Linked DNA regions of Mus musculus: all the other regions are linked to region 3. A link is a contact called in public HiCAR-type and promoter capture Hi-C data. All regions are on one chromosome and are shown on one strand. The core of a region is the stretch at or near the end of the contact, and the rest is flanking DNA. Distances in the headings are between cores, read along the strand shown. Region 1 overlaps Psmc2 (proteasome (prosome, macropain) 26S subunit, ATPase 2). Region 2 holds the start of Psmc2 (proteasome (prosome, macropain) 26S subunit, ATPase 2). Region 3 holds the start of Tomm7 (translocase of outer mitochondrial membrane 7).

Evidence for each region. Promoter capture Hi-C pulls out the DNA fragments that hold promoters and counts their contacts. HiCAR-type assays count read pairs that join an accessible place to other places.
Region 1: a contact with region 3 is called in a promoter capture Hi-C map of hippocampal neurons, with 2.5 times the contacts expected there. The contact joins the enhancer-like site here to the promoter of Tomm7 in region 3. A contact is called at or near these places in 6 of 39 promoter capture datasets (the C10 cell line, cranial neural crest, hippocampal neurons and 2 more) and 1 of 484 Hi-C or Micro-C datasets (CD4 T cells).
Region 2: a contact with region 3 is called in a HiCAR-type map of astrocytes, with 4 times the contacts expected there. The contact joins the promoter of Psmc2 here to the promoter of Tomm7 in region 3. A contact is called at or near these places in 7 of 39 promoter capture datasets (the C10 cell line, cranial neural crest, hippocampal neurons and 4 more), 1 of 484 Hi-C or Micro-C datasets (CD4 T cells) and 2 of 115 datasets of contacts at active chromatin or transcription factors (astrocytes and large pre-B cells).

Annotation. Positions count from the first base shown.
Region 1 is chr5:21,803,624-21,806,323 of GRCm38.p6, reverse strand. Psmc2 (proteasome (prosome, macropain) 26S subunit, ATPase 2) reads right to left here. Exons shown (of 12, transcript NM_001368661.1): 12 at 2,537-2,700. The coding sequence ends at 2,620. Among named protein-coding and RNA genes, the nearest start is that of Psmc2, 18 kb to the right of the region's middle. Within about 2 kb of position 1,268, at least 8 of the 459 cell types and tissues checked have an H3K27ac peak or open chromatin away from gene starts, as enhancers often do. A contact at or near this core is called in hippocampal neurons, where this site is marked.
Region 2 is chr5:21,785,447-21,788,146 of GRCm38.p6, reverse strand. Psmc2 (proteasome (prosome, macropain) 26S subunit, ATPase 2) reads right to left here and starts at 1,400. Exons shown (of 12, transcript NM_001368661.1): 1 at 1,263-1,400. The coding sequence starts at 1,332.
Region 3 is chr5:23,842,847-23,845,546 of GRCm38.p6, reverse strand. It overlaps Tomm7 (translocase of outer mitochondrial membrane 7), which reads left to right and starts at 1,402. Exons shown (of 3, transcript NM_025394.3): 1 at 1,402-1,576. The coding sequence starts at 1,474.

The sequences.
Region 1 (2,700 bases), core at 19-2,518, 2.0 Mb after region 3:
GATAGCAATTGTGCTTTCTATTCGATGGTGGTAGTGGTAAGGTGCCCTTATGTGGGGACCAAAGAAGGTCTGTGATAGATGGGAAAGGCCTATCTTGTTAAAGAGAGTAAATCAATTTTTTTTTTTAAACTTTCTTGAGCCTGTATGCTTCTGAGTGCAAAATGCTGTTTTGTTTTTTGTTTTGTTTTTTTTTTAAGTGTTTCAGGAATACTTTTCTAGGATTCAGTATACTGAGATTCTTGACAATGTTTTGAGATAAAGGTTTGGGAACTGATAATGTATTATCTAATTCTCCTCAAACCCACCAGCAAAACTGTGGGCAGTTAGCCCTGGACCACCCCACGGCTGTATACTGACTGAGACAGAATCAAGTTTGGACACTTTAATGACACTCTTCTCCAGCCACCGACCTGAATTTACTCTCCTGTGAGGGTAACTTCATAATGGTTTGTTCTACGTCATACCTCAAGCAAGACTAGAGCAGGGTTAGAAAAAACATTTTCTAGTAAAAAAAAAAAATCACTGTATTTTACAAACAAAAGGCTTTCTACTTGAAAACTCTAAGCTTAATTTTTCAGTGTAACACAGCAACTTTTCTCTGATCTCCTTTTTCTTCTAACTTAAAAATGTACAGTCCCTTGGTATTTAGCAATTTATTTGTGAAAATTATACTTCAATAAAAATACTGTTTATTGTGCTTTTGTGTCAATATTGAGGAGGGTAAGATTTAAGGGCTGTGGAGACAGCTCATCTCATAAAGAATTTGCTGTGTAAAAATGATGACCCCAGCTGGGCGGTGGTGGCACACGCCTTTAATCCCAGCACTTGGGAGGCAGAGACTGGCGGATTTCTGAGTTTGAGGCCAGCCTGGTCTACAAAGTGAGTTCCAGGACAGCCAGGGCTATACGGAGAAACCCTGTCTCAAAAATCAAAAACAAAAACAAACAAACAAAAAATGATGACCCCTGTCTGGCCCATAAGAATCCATGTTTTTAAAAGTCAGGTATGGAGGTATTGGGAAGATTTGGGGAATCCATGGGCCTCCACTAGCAAGAACTCTTTATCTTATTAAAGTCAAAACAGGGTGGCTGATATAGGCTGGCTGATAACATTAGGGCAAGAGATTTTGTGCTCAGCAGTCGTATTATCTGGCAAGTTCTAAGATAATAAAGCTATCAGTGTTTTTCCTCTGTGGAGCATAGGTGGGCAGAGAGAGAACCGGGGTGGTAGCTGGCAGCTTGGAAATGTTAGCCAGAAGGAACAAGGGAAAGGCTGGTGGGAGTACAGACAGCAGCTCCTGGCTTTCCCAGGGTTGGGGTTGGTTGATATTGCAGGAGGGGCTGGGAGCCTGATTGCAGCCATCCCAGGAAAGGTGGTAGCTGGCCGCTGGCAGAGCTAGCTCAGAGGAATAAAAAAGGAAGCCAGATTGGCCAAAGCACGGGAAGCAGCTCTAGGGCTGCAGCTCCCTGGGAGCTGGGAGAGGGGTTGGCAGTAGCCATTCTCAGAGCTAAGCTGGGAGGACAAAGGCGTTTTGTGCGGTCCTGCCTGGACAAAGGTGAAAGTGAGTTTGGTTTTTTGTTTTTTGAATTTTTATTTTTATGTATGTGAGTACACTGTCACTATCTTTAGACACACCAAAGAGGACTTTGGATCCCATTACAGATGGCTGTGGGCCACCATGTGGGTGCCTGGAATTGAACTCAGGACCTCTGGAAGAGCAGTCAGTGCTCGTAACAGCTGAACCATCTCTCCAGCCCAAAAATGAGTTTTTAAAAATTACACTCAACCACAAGGAGGCACAAGCCTTTAATCCAAGCACTTGGGAGGCAGAAACAAAGGCAGGCAGGTCTGAGTTCAAGACCAGCCTAATCTACATGGTGAGTTCCAAGTCAGCCAGGGCTCCTAGAAGGACCCTGCCTCAAAATACATCTAACCAATTAAAAGTAATTAAAGTAGAGGTGAGTTTAATCAGAATTTTACCATTAAGGAAGCAATTTTTCTCTAAATTTACACAATTCTGAATTTCCTAAATCCTCACATTTAACCCTCTTTACCTGCTGACATTTCACTGTTCATTAAAATCACCAATTCTAGACTGATTTGGAACTGGTCAAAAGGGAACGGACAATGAATGCTTCAACTTTAAAAACCATTCGGTCCACGCAGGGGGTATATTGTTCAGTGGTAGGGTGTTTGCCTAGCATTCAAAAACTCAGTGCGTGTACCACAAACAAAACAATCCAGTCTGGCCAAAACCTTACTTCAAAAACCCCTTACTATGGGAAAACCCCATCGTGATGCACATGCCACACACCATATGATATGAAACCCCGTTGAGATGCACGTGCCACACACCATATGAAGTGCTTTGATGGTAGCAGAGGTCAGAACGGGTAATGGAGCCTGACACGTGGACTTTCTGCACCTCCTAAGGATCTACGGTAGGCTAAGAGTACTTACATCAGTCCTCCAGAATAAGTGCGCTGGGACGCTGACTAACACTGCACAGCAGGGAACAGAGATCTGGAAGCACTGACACAGTTTTTAAATCTTTTATTTTTGTGCGGTGGCAACAAGTTACAAAAGCACAGGAAGTTCTTTCACTCAGAGCCCTGGGGCTCAATTGTATGTCATGTAGCGGGGAGTAGCGCTGAATTTGGCGTAAGACTTGATGACCTTATTTACAGCTTCTAAGAAGTC
Region 2 (2,700 bases), core at 151-2,650, 2.1 Mb after region 3:
TTTCATTTCTCCAGCATTCATTTCATCATCTAACACAAAGAGAACTTTACCTTCACAATGTTTCTGTAAAGATCATATAAGATGCACTTAAAATCCAACACACTTTAGTCATACTTGAACTGCAAAATTATTACATCCAGAGAAAGACATAGGTTAGTATAAACAGATGACATACAAACTTTCTGACTAAGTTTTCCAATAGGGCCGGAGTTCCTGAAACTCTCAACGGTGTAAAACACGTTTAAGTCATGTGGCAGAGTCAGTGAAGATAAAAATGCTTTCTCTGAGAGAAGCAGCATAAATGGTGAAGGATAGGTGCTAGGAGAGTTGAAGTTGTTAAGAAAGGGAAGAGCGAGACACAGCAACATTGAAAAATAGTTCTTAAGGTAAAAGAAATTTAAAACTAAGTATGAAGATAAAGCTAAAAATGGTAAAAAACAAAACAAAACAAACAAAACAAAACAAGAGCAAAAAAGAGGGGAGTGGGGGAAAAAACTAAAAAAGGTGTGGGGATGAAGATTACATCCAAATTTTGACTACATATCATACATGAGTGAAAAAAAATGTCAACAAGCCTAGTCTCTGTGGGAGTCATTTGGCAATAATGATACCCCTGCTTCTAGAATTTAGCCTGTAACTTCCATGTGATAGGTTCTATAACACGGTCATTTGTGAACTGTTAACAATCGAAATCTCCACCAATAATTAAATGTTATTGTACTACCACAACATAGGACAATAAGCACATGGAGGGAACAGCACTTGCTATCACGAAATCTCTAAATTCAAGATGCTGATATACAGCAAGACACATTATGACAGACACACTCGAGTCTTGTTAAAAATATCTAGAAAAAAAAGAGTAAAATGGCAATTCACTTCGTGGCTGGAATCATGGGGTCAAGATGAGAGTTTATCTCTTCTATCTCTCTTGTACCATCGTGTTTCAGGATTGTCGCTACACAGTGACAATCTGTAGCCAAGCTGCTACAACTGGGAAGGAGGGAACAGGGCCGGGAGGTAGAATTCACAGCCCACCTGGCTGGCCACTTTTTGAAGACCTGCAAGACTTCAGGAGATACAGAACCTCAGCGCCTGGTAAAATATTCGAGGGGGCGGACGTGAGGCAGACAGACAGACAGACGGGGCTGCGGCCCAGAGCGGTCACCGCTCGGATCTAAGGCCGGCAGGGCACCGAGGCGGCGGGAATCCTGCGCCTCTGCGGTGCCAGCGCCGGCCGCTCCCGGCCCGTGTCCTCTCACCTCGGATGGGCTTGTCGTCCTTCTCCTCCTCTTTGGTTTTCCGCTGGTCCGCACCTAGGTAATCCGGCATTTTAGAAGCCGCAAGTGCCTCCGCGTCTCGGTGATTACACAGCACCTTTCCCGCTTCCGCTGGTGTCTTCCCTTTCTCTTCCCCACCGGAAGTAGCTCCGCGCCCGGGCGCCGGTTCCCTGGACATCTGGGGACTGCACGCACGGCTGACGGGAGGAAGGGTTGTCTGGTGGAAGGAAACGCGTGTTCACCCCGCTCCCTCACAACTCCAGTCTTTTTTAGATACCCGAATAGGAACGTCCAAGATTAGCCCTAGCTCAGTTGATGACCTAAAATCGTGATTTAGTCACTAGTAAATAATACACATAGGCGGGTAGTTTATTTCATCTCTAAATAGTTTGCCTCGCAAGACTGGAAAGGCGCTACAGAGCAGGCCTTGTAGAATGCCTGGCAGTTTGGACGCAGTTAATTGGTGGCTAGATCTACAAATTGAATAAAGATAATGCATTTCTGTTAGGGAGTGTGTATCCAGGTTATACAAAGATCCACAACAAGAAAGGAATCTGGTTGTTATGACAGGAAAGGAGGAGGGAAGATTAAAAGATAGAGGGAAGGAAAGTAGGTAAAGAATTTGGACATATTTCTCTAGAGGAGATACACAAATGCCAATAAACGGACGCATGAAAGGATGTTAAAATCAAAAGCACGTCATTCTCTTTAGGATGGTTCCTCCTCCTCCTCCTCCTCCTCCTCCTCCTCCTCCTTCTCCTCCTCCTTCCCCTCTCTCTTTCTCTCTCTCCTTCTTAAGACTGGCTCTGCGTGGTCCTGGCTATCTAGCAACAGATCAGGCTGTCTGAGAACTTAGAGGTATCTGCTGCGACAAAGGCTGTGCGCCACCATGACCGACCCATGGATCACTATTATGTTTAAAAAGAAAGTTTGACCGGATGTTGAAAAAAAAAATAGATGCTGTTTACACTGTTGGTGTAAAATACTGCAGTGCTTGCGAAAAACTGAAAATAACTAAAATAAAATCTATATAAACTAGTTATCCTACTGCTAAATATCAAATGCCAAAAAGTTGGAAATAGGATTTCAAAGAGATCCGTGTACAGCCCTATTTATAGCTGCATTAGCAAAGGCCAAATGAAGAATAACCCAAGTACCCAAATACATAAGATGGGTAAACAAAAATGTGGTTATGGGAATATAGTATTATTTGGCCTTAAAAAAATAAATTCTGTGACCATTATACTAGTGAATACACCGCTCACATAGAGACAATGTTATAATATATAACATTATTAATATAACAATACAATGATATATAGTTATATGATTCCACTTTTATGAGGTACCTAGAGATTGGTGGTAGCTCAGCACTTGGGAGATTTAAACAGGATATTCACAAGTTAGAGGCCGGCCTGGG
Region 3 (2,700 bases), core at 153-2,652:
TTTCTTCTTTTTCTTCCAGAGCAGAGGACCGAACCCAGGGACTTGCACTTGCTAGGCAAGCACTCTACCACTGAGCTAAATCCCCAACCCCTCTATTGTGTATTTCTAAACAGAGTATTTTGAGAAACAAGATGCATAAAAATTTCTGTTCTCATTTGGCTCATTTACATCACTGCATTTTAGGATCAGAGCACTGCTTTCCTAGTAACCATGGTGAACTAATTAGATGCTTTGCTATGGGATCAGCCAATTCACAAGTTTCTTATTTCAAGTCAATTGCAGAATTCGACTAAAATCTTGGCACTTCTGATCCTAGAGTCGCATTTTCTACACCTATGTTCTTTATTGTTGGTTTTTTTTTTTCATTGCATTGTATTAATAAAAATGTATTCTTTGAGGATGAATGCAGTGGGGCAGGAGAGAAAGACAGAATTAAGGAGACATGGGAAGTGAAAGGTGTCCCGTCTGGCTGAAGAATCCCACCAGCCGAGCAAAGACTCCCCTGACATTTAACAGCATTTGCTGTTACGGGGCAGTACTCCTTTTATACAGAACTATTTTCAACTAAGAATATTGAAACAGTGACCACACTCAAGGCTTAAGCATATCTGACTTTACTCCTTCCCAGATGTAAACTGCAGTTTTCTGGGACTCTCACACACAAAAGTCTATAACTTCCTTTATAGTAAAAATGTAGCTTAACTCCCATGAACCCCTTGTGCCCAGTGATCTCATTAAGTTCCTTGGCAGTCCTTGAGATGTAAGTCTAGAAGCCAGAAGTGTCAAAGAAAAACAGACAAATAAACCCAGATTTCACGCGAACTTCCCAGATTTGAAAATGTTGTTAAATGAAAAACAGAGAACGGGTGCAAAGTAGAAGGAAACCTGGAAGAGTGCCCGGTGACGTCCGGTTTTAGCAGCCATAGAAGAAACTGATTCTGGGATAGTAAGGAACTTAGCCAAGATAACAGAACAGTATATAAAATAACATTCCTTCTTTCTCAAAGATCATCGCTGGGATGTGTGCTTTAAAACTCTGGAAAGATGCTGGAAAAAAATAAAGGTAGTTGTAGATAAAAAAGTAGGCCTCAAGTGAGCGCGTCTGGCAATCTTCAGCAAACAGCGCGCATTGAATCCCAGCACTCGAGACGCTGATGCAGTAGCAGCTCCATGGGTTCAAGGGCAGCAAAGTCTTAAACAGGGAGCCCCTATCTGGAAAGACAATTCCCGCCCCGCCCCTCCAGGAAAAGCCGGATTCGTCCCAACAATAAAACAACAAAAACGAGGCGGGAGCAGTGAACCCGCAAGGCGGAGCTAGGTTGCTGGAAGGCGACGGATTACGGCCTCTGTCGGCGATGCCTCACGACTCCTGCCGTAAAGGCCCCACGTGGCGCATGCGCAGCTCCTCTCCCTTCCGGGATCCGGACACGGTGGTGGTTGTTGGGCTCCTCGTTCCGCTGGTCCGTCGTCGCCATGGTGAAGCTGAGCAAAGAAGCCAAACAGAGGCTGCAGCAGCTCTTCAAGGGCGGCCAGTTTGCCATCCGCTGGGGCTTTATTCCTCTCGTGATTTACCTGGGTCAGTGATTGAAGAACTTGGGAGGAGCCGCAGGGCAGGGGTTGGTGGGGTCTGAGTCTCCTTTTTTGCCATCCGGGGCTAGGAAATTAAACCCGGCCTCCGCGTTGTCCACGATTTCCGAGGCTGTCTGCCCGGGCTCGAAAAACCATCTTCCAGTTCCTTTTAGCTATTTGAGTAGTGTTTAACCAGTCACACAATCCCTTATATTCCCTACTTAAATCTGTAAAATAAAAGCAAGACCTTTCAAGATTGGTTTTAGGTTTATATGACCCCTAAAGAAAGATTAATCCTCTATTTGACTTTTAGAACGTTTCCCTCCTGTAGGTTAGCCTAAGTGGGAAGACGGTAACCAGGTTAAAACGTCACTGCCTAAAAGCATGATTGTGACCATTGGATGCCTACGCTTTTCTTGTATAATGAAGGATTTCGGTGATTTTTTTTTTTCTCCCGAAAGTTACAGACCCCATTTTGCAGGGAAAGACAGCCATAAAGTTGTACTTTCCTTGCCCAAGTGTCCAGGCAAATATTTTCACCTAGGGCTACACTCTGGAACTGGTTCTGTTCCTGGTTGAGTAGTTTTACAATTTTTTATCTTAATTGCCTTATTCATCCCGTAAGGTAAACAGCAGAGGATTTTAGCTCCAGGTCTCAGAGCTCTAATATGGAATCTGGCGTTTCTCATTAAAGCAGGACCCTCACAAGGTGCTGCTTCTCGTTTGTTTTACATGACTTGCATTATATAAGATAAAATACATTCATTTGTAGTCTTGGCAGAGCCTTTAACTAGGCTGGACATTTCTCCAGGCAGCTGTTGTACCTGTGAGAAGTATGTGAGCTGTGATAACCTGGATATTTTGATAGGACAAGTATTTTTCTTGGTGTTCCTAAGTATTACTGATGAGACAGTGCCTCATGTTGCTCAAGCTGGCCTTGAACTCCTGGTTCTCTTTTTTTTTTTTTCCCTACCTTTCCAGTGTTTGAATTACAGGCCTGCACCGTCACATACAGCTCTTTTCTCCTCTATTTTGAAAGAAAAGAAAATCTCAGACAGTGATATTATATAGGTATCAGATAGATAATTGTGACAGCTTACTTTTTTTGTTTGCTTGGGGTTTTTTGTTTGT